2 separate regions of the Mus musculus genome follow, and region 1 is linked to region 2. A link is a contact called in public HiChIP or PLAC-seq data. All regions are on one chromosome and are shown on one strand. Each heading gives the region's core, a stretch centred on a gene start, on an enhancer-like site or on the middle of the called end of the contact. The rest is flanking DNA. Distances are from core to core; before and after follow the strand shown.

The links. HiChIP or PLAC-seq counts read pairs in DNA pulled down with a chosen protein or histone mark.
Region 1: an H3K27ac HiChIP or PLAC-seq map of stem cell-derived neural progenitor cells shows a contact between it and region 2, with 3 times the contacts expected there. The contact joins two enhancer-like sites. A contact is called at or near these places in 2 of 15 datasets of contacts at CTCF or cohesin (both in the NIH/3T3 cell line), 7 of 484 Hi-C or Micro-C datasets (cochlea, cortical neurons, embryonic fibroblasts and 3 more) and 2 of 115 datasets of contacts at active chromatin or transcription factors (astrocytes and stem cell-derived neural progenitor cells).

The regions. Positions count from the first base shown.
Region 1 is chr6:37,035,351-37,039,152 of GRCm38.p6, forward strand. All of the region lies in intron 12 of Dgki (diacylglycerol kinase, iota), which reads right to left. Among named protein-coding and RNA genes, the nearest start is that of Gm52857, 130 kb to the left of the region's middle. Within about 2 kb of position 1,456, at least 26 of the 459 cell types and tissues checked have an H3K27ac peak or open chromatin away from gene starts, as enhancers often do. A contact at or near this core is called in stem cell-derived neural progenitor cells, where this site is marked.
Region 2 is chr6:36,787,041-36,790,820 of GRCm38.p6, forward strand. All of the region lies in intron 1 of Ptn (pleiotrophin), which reads right to left. Among named protein-coding and RNA genes, the nearest start is that of Ptn, 21 kb to the right of the region's middle. Within about 2 kb of position 1,966, at least 51 of the 459 cell types and tissues checked have an H3K27ac peak or open chromatin away from gene starts, as enhancers often do. A contact at or near this core is called in stem cell-derived neural progenitor cells, where this site is marked.

The DNA of each region.
Region 1 (3,802 bases), core at 206-2,705, 250 kb after region 2:
ACATACTAGGATCACAAGCCCCGCTTAATCTGTGTTCTAGAAGAAAAAAATCCTTTGAATTTAGCCATATTACAATACAAACAAACAGCTCCTAACCTCAGCATAGCAAAAAAGAAACCTACATGTCTTTAGGATGTCACACAGACCCACGTTCCATACATAGGTCTCCCTAATAATTTTCAACTATGGCTTACATGGTGGAAGTACAGATGACACATGTCAAGAAGAGATTATGTTAAAGGTTATGACTTCAGTTCCGGTTGCATATTAACCCATTCTACCCCAAATTTGGGGCGGAGGGGGGGGGAAATCCTACTATAAGCCACTTAAAATTCTTCTCCTATTCTCTGACAGATGAGCCTTATCCTTTAAGTGTTCCATTCCAGAGCTCAGCAAAACAGTGACATGTTTTAGTCTATACTTGTATGAGTGTCATGGGGTTTTCTTTTAACAACATGCTAGCACTGCATTTAATGAGCACCACCAACTACATGCACAACAGAGCAGAACGGCTGAAATAACGAGATTAATGAGCTGGGCTATGCTGGATAAGACAAAATGGCTGCCCTCAGAGTTCACGCTGGCAGAGGATGGTACACTGATTACAATCTCTATGCTATCCCCGAGCAACATCACATTATTGAACTTCAAAAATGTCAAGACGAAGCCATTACTATATGCCAACATAAAAAGACTCCGTAAGATAGTTTAATTTTAGTTTCCACTTTGTAAGGGAGTTGAATGATAGAGCGGCATTAGCATCGCATCATTTATACATGAGAACTGCCGTTCATAACGAGGTAAGACTAACACCAGTTAGTGAGGCCAGCATTTTTAGTGCCGCAGAGGAATAAGTTTTCATAAGGAGGTGAGGATCGCAAGGCCTACCAGCACAAGCTCACAGTTCCAAACTTCTCAGGAGGCTGAGGGAGGAGGATGGTGAGTGAGGCCAACCTAGGCAATTTGTGAAGCCCTATCTCAGGACAAAACAAAATAAAGAGGTGAGTGGGGTGTAGCTCAATGGGAAATCTCCTGCTGGCATGCCCCAAGACCTCCCTAAGTTCCGTTTCTAAAACCGAAAAACTACTAACTCAATAATACCAAACCTGGTACTGGGAATGGCCTGACTATCTTAGAGGCAGCAATATGTGATTTTTGACATCTCTGGATGTAGAGAAAGCTCCAAAATTCACTACATGTGACACACTACAAACACAGATCTTCCTAAGTGTTAAGAAGCCATTCCTGGACCATCCTTAGATTGTGACCTGGATTTCTTTAGCTCTTTTTGCTCACACCGTGCCAGTCAAGTGGTCCAGGTGATAAGTCGGCTCTCGTGGCTGTGCCAAACACTGTTTCCTTGCTACTAAAAGCACAGCTAAGCACAATGAAAGCTGAAAGAACTGGGAAACTGTAGGAAGCTTGTGGAGGGTCATAGAAAGGTCACAAGCATCCAGAATGATAAACACAGATGCAGACAGCACTAAGAGAAACCAGAGCTGCAGACATGCAATAGAACTCAGAATCTAATTCAACAATGCATCCAGAGAAGAATATTGGATGCTTCCCCCCCCAAACTTCTCTGAGTCGCCCGTCCTCACTCTTTTTATTTTTCTAGATTTAAATGAGAGATTGTTCTTATTTTAATTTGCCTATATCTCTCTTTCCTTGGGAAGATATTTATATTAGTTCACCCTTACAACATCTGATCTTACTGTAAACACAGCAGTAATAGAAGAGAGAGCTGAGAAAGACATCTTCTTGTCCATCAACAAAACACAGGGCATTAAAGGTGAGGTAAAGAAAACCTTGGGGCAGTGGAGGAATCCAGTCTGCTGTCTGTCTAGTAATGAGGGATGAAAGCAGCCCCCTGCTGGCTAGAGGCTGTACTGGTACCAGTGTTCTCTAGGCAGGGGGAAAGAAGGTTGGAACAGAGTACAGATGCCCACTGCCTGAGGCCCGGCCCCGGGACTGTAACTTGGTATGTCTGGAAGAAACTGAGAGAGCCTCTGTCTGGTAAACAGTTAGGCCAATCTCCCACAAACCCAGGGATGTGTTTCTAGCATGGAAGCTTTCACCACCCACAGCAGACACAATTCTAGTCTGATAAGTCTTAAAATACTCTGTGAGGAAACGAAACAGAGATCGAAAGCGAACATCAAACAACCGCCTCTGAACATGAGCCTACAAAGAAAAACTCTAAGTCACTTGAAAGCTCACACTGAAAGAGATGGAAAAGCAAGAGGATTAGCCACCAAGAAAGGAGTCCTGCGACTGCCTGTGATGGGTTTGGCAGCTGCCAATCAAATCTTCTCAGGCTTAGCTGCTGTCTTGCTTTCTAAAAGAGTGGTTCCCAAGGGATGGGCTTCATCTGCACTCAGCTCTACACAGAGCCTTGGGGACTTTGAGGATCTTGTACCCTCATCTTCAAGGACAAAGTACACTTCTTCAGACTTTCACACGAAGATGTCTTTACACACAAACTGGATGCGCATTTGTGTACTATGTACGTGGACGTATCTGCTTGTGCCTGTGCATGCATATGACAGCATAAGGCAGCACCGTAGCGGGGCAGAGAGCACAGGATCCAGAAGGAGACGCTGGCATTGGAACCAAGCTCCCATGGGTACTGGAGTGAGTGGACCAGTCACTAAGCACACCCCTTCCTCTTCTGTAAAGTGGAGAGTAACGGTGACTGCATGCCAGTGTCATTTTCTCTACTGGACGTGCAGACCTTGCTTTGCACATGCCTGACAACTAAGAAATGCAAACTACCATACCCTTGCCTGTCTTCACACCGGGAAGTCTGTCTTTTGTAAACCATAGATAAAACCAGGAGTCAACTTTCCTGCAACTGAAACAGGCCATCCAAAAGAGATGGGCACAAATGTGCTGCCATAGCAGGAAAATTGGGGGATCACGGGTAACGTCCTACGTGCTTGTCCTTATAAAAGCAAAACAAAAGTATGCAAAGGATCTTCAGGCCTCAAAGCTGGGGGAGTGGGGAGGGCTCGACCTCCCAGGTTGTTATCAGAAGCCTGCTCTTTTCACGATCCCAGATTTCAGATTACAGGCTCTCAAATAGGTTCTCTGTTTTATCCGGCTTTAATGTTCCCCCAAATTATCTGTGCCAGCCCACTAGTCCCATTCCAATTATTTCCTCCCACTGGTGAAGAACATTATCCAGACTGAACCAACACATTCCCAGCTTCCCCGCTCTGCCCTTCAGGACCATCAGGACTGGCAGCTTGAGAACTGAGTCCTCCTGCGTTGCCTCTTGCCTGAGCAGGCACGATGCAGCAGCAGCAGCTGGCCAATGCTGCCACCACCTGCCTGCTCTCAGCTCGAGCTGTCACAGAAGGACACCGAGTGATATTTGCCTTCCACGGTGCACTGACAATGGACAGGGCTGAGGAGTGTGGATGACAGTGAACTGACATTTTCCTCTGACAGAACAGGCAGAAAAGAACGAAGCCCACCTTGGTGGAGAATGGTACGTACATCCCTCCACTCTCACAGAAAAGCAAGGCACAACAGTGGACAGGTACAGCCATCCCTAGCCCTCTGTGTCTAGAGGTTCCTTATCAATGACTTAAGTCATTGCTTGGACTGAAGTTTCCAAGCAAACATTCATGTCTACACTGCAGGTGCACGTTTCCTTCTGGTCACGTTTCCCTAAAAACGAAGCTATTTCCATAGCATAAGGGGGCCAAGTCTAAAGATGGTGTGTGGTATATACAAGAATGCATGTAGGTCCCCACAGAAATGTTACATCATTTTATATCAAGGACTGTGCATCAGA
Region 2 (3,780 bases), core at 716-3,215:
GGTTGTGTATTTTTAAGACCTACAGTTTCCTTAATAGCCTTATATGTCAATGTCCTCACCTCTGGCACTGCTCAGTAATCTCCATGCCTTTCTAAGTTCCTGTAAGGGTTAACTGAATCAGTTAATATATGAATAATATCGTATACATGAAACATTTATCACTTTCTGACCCTAAATGTTCAATGTTACAAAAAGTCAGCCTTGACTCCCTTGTCTTGGTTCTTAAGAATTTTAAGACTCCAAAGACAGCATAGCATGACTTAGATCTGTGGGGAGCAGCACTTAAAATCTGTCACTAAATCAAGGTGTTTTGAAGAGCTAGAAGCAAACAATTCTGTCACTTTTCCAAGGCTTCTGTGCTCTCCTCTTCCTGTTCAGCTCAGACTCTCTCTCTCTCTCTCTCTCTCTCTCTCTCTCTCTCTCTCTCTCTGTGTGTGTGTGTGTGTGTGTGTGTGTGTGTGTGTGTGTGTGTGTGTGTGTAGTCTTTTAACCTCTGGATGTAACAAATGAATTTAAAAAAAAAAATCCAGGATTTCTCCCCTGTAGAGACTTGACTTTTTTTTTCTTCATTTTATCAGAATCCAACTGATTCTCAGACTCTCTCTCTCGGTGTCTACAAAGAGCTTTGAAACCTGTACAGACACAAATAAGAACATGTTCCCAAGAGCTGATGAATGGGGCTAAGGGGGGGAGAAGACTACAGAAAAGACCTGAGCCCAGTTGCTGCAATAAGCCAGCTGCTACCCAGCTGTGCATGCACCTGCTCTGCCAGCATTCACAGCAGCATTTAAACAGCTAGTCCTGTGACATCTAAGGGTCACATACAAAGTTAAACGGTCTACCTAATCTAAACACATCCCATTACCTAAAAGACCTCAAGTCTGTGTCCCATGACTTCAAAAACAAATCAAAACAAAACCAGTGCCCTCTATTTTATTAGCTAAATGATCCATCGTGTGCTCATGATGCTCCTGCTCCTTTGGAAAACATCATGGAATACATTCATATTTAAACAAACACTCAGTAGCCTCCATTTGATGACAAGGATTTACACCATTAGGAGATAAAACATTCTTACCTCTTCTTTTTCTCTCATCTTTTCCTGAAATTCGCCCAGCCACTCCCATGAACTCCTTCCCCTAAAAAATACGCATCTCACATTTCATTTAGAAACAGTAATACACACGGGGAGACAGAGCGTGGCTACATTGTAAAATGAAACCGCACATCTCAGTGTCACGTCCTGAATGAGCAGTAAGTAGTCTAACTACCCAAGCCGCCATATTACAGCAGCAACCGTACCTTTCCCCACTCCTAGGGAGCTGAGCACCGCGGGCTTCTGCTGCAGATTCTCACCTGGCCTTATACAGCCAATACACTGTGCATTCTAGATTACAGATTAGAAATGCCTGGTCAGAATCAAGGGTAAATGAATTGCAAAGAGATGTTCTAAAAGGTAAGAAGCGTCTTCTAAGGTGTTCAGATAGGAGAAGAGCACTAACATGGAGAAATAAAACTCCCGACACTGCAATAGGGATACATTTTTCTGTAAGGCTTTCTTTTATTTTCAAATTCGCATTATAAACTTTCTGATGGTTTTCTGGCATCCGTTTGTCGGTTGAATTGCAACCCTAACAGCACTTGCCCTTCACAAACAAGCACTCTGCTTTCTGTGGTCATGCAGCTGACTGTGGAGCCGGCCCACGGGGTACCTTGTTATCCTTCCCACATACCCTGATATGGTCATTCTTCTTACAGAGCGAGCTGGGCTTGGGGAACGATGGATGTTAGGAGGTCTGCCTCTGTTTTTCACAGGCTCAAAGTGAGCTTTGAGGTGGACTGCCTGTGCTCAGGCTCTAATGAGTTTCCCACAATACATTCCGTGCCCACAGGTGTCCCATTCAGAGCACCCAGGCTAATGGACAGTTAAGGGGACGACTTGACAGCTGGTAGGGCTCACTTGCTTTGTTGTCAGCTACGCTCTCCTGCTCTCCGTGGTAGTGAATTATATAACCCAGGCACAGCTAAGCACAGCTAAACAAGCAAAGAAGCTTCGAGGTCACCTCCTGCTGTCAGCTCCAAACTTGGAGGTTAATAGCATTTATCAAGGTCTCCTAAGGCCAGGCTTTCAACCTGCTCACAGCTTGGCTAAGAGTCAAAGAGATGTTGGCTTTATTAGAATAAAATCTTTGTGATTAAATATGGATTCGATTCCTCTGTGGTTTTAAAATTGTTTTTGTCGCTGTTATTATTTTTCTTTCTCTGCATTTTGCAGAGAAATGCCTATGTCTTATTTCCTTGGAGGTCCTATCCCATATATGATCATCCGAAATGTTAGCTTCATTTTCTTCCCTGACATCCAGCTGCTAACCATAAAATAAATTAGTGGTGTTGAAATTTCTGCTGACATTGCTAGTGTTCAGGAATGGATGCCAACTTCTCAGACGGCTGGGGCTAGAAGATAGCCTGCACTATACAAATTCATAGTTTATCTGTACCAATGCTATTTTCTTACACATTGACTATTTTTATGAGTGACCTTTGTTCTATTTGAACTTGGTTTATTTGACCGTTGTCTATTTTATCAACATCAAAGCATAGTTCTCTTCTCCTCCAAGTTGTATTTAATATTCACATCTTAGTGGAACTACAACAATGGCATCAGCTAAAGAACACAGAGATCCTGATTTAAATATACGGAAACAGCAAAATAAAATGTTGTTTCATGCTTAAACTATGAAAAAGACATCATAGTCTTAAGGGTCCATCTATAAATTAATTGTTTTCTTAATGCTTTACTCAAAATATGCCATAGGTGAGTAGGAAAAGTCAAATAATATGTTGAATAATAACAGATGTTTATTTGTTATAAAGATATCTTAATAAAAATTCAAAATAAGAAGTTTGGTCTTCAGCATTGAAATTATATGAGATTAACACTTGTGATTTGATTGTTTGTTTTGTTTTCCTTCAGCCCAGGAATGGAAACACACTGGACTGGGCCTCAGAACCCTCTCCACACTCTCTCCTCACCTGCCTCCCTCCCTCACCGGTCCTCTATCTCTTTGCTCTCTTTTATCCACTCCACAGTCCTTCCTACTGACTAATTCTGTGGCTTGCCTTTATTCTACAAAGAATGAAAGCAGGTGCCTTCCACTTTTCTACCGTTCTTGAAGCATGGAAGAGCATCCCATAAATAGTTTATGGATACATACATGGGTGGACATGTTCTGCTTCGGCCTCTGAGCCCTACTTTAAATCTATATAAACCTAACTCAATTCGTTACTTTTCAGGAGTGATATGTGGACAGGTCCTATGGAAAGCTGTTAATTTGCATGGATCTATGGGACAGCAGAAATGATCATTTAACCAGACACCATGGAAAGCAACTCTAATAATGAATTGGGGAAATTACAACTGATCTGGGACCTATTAAAAATTGTGTCCAATCACTAAGATTCTCTTACTACAGTGTTTGCATATATGCAATATTTATTTGAGATTTGGAGCTTTTTGGGGAACTTAACAGGATTGACCTGAACTGCTAACTCCCTTACTCTTGTAGAAAAATTATAGCATGTAACAGTTGCCTTTTCCTTCCTTGGAAAATGTCAGACACCTTTTTAGGTTTGGACTAGCTTCCAGTGTTCCACTCTTTTAACGCTCCGTGTTGCAAAATAGAATCTAAAATCCCATTAAAGTGATTTTGTTGCTAGCTTCGATTGTGTTCGGAACAGCCTATTCTCTTTTGTCAGGCCTGTGTTGCCCATTTACATGGC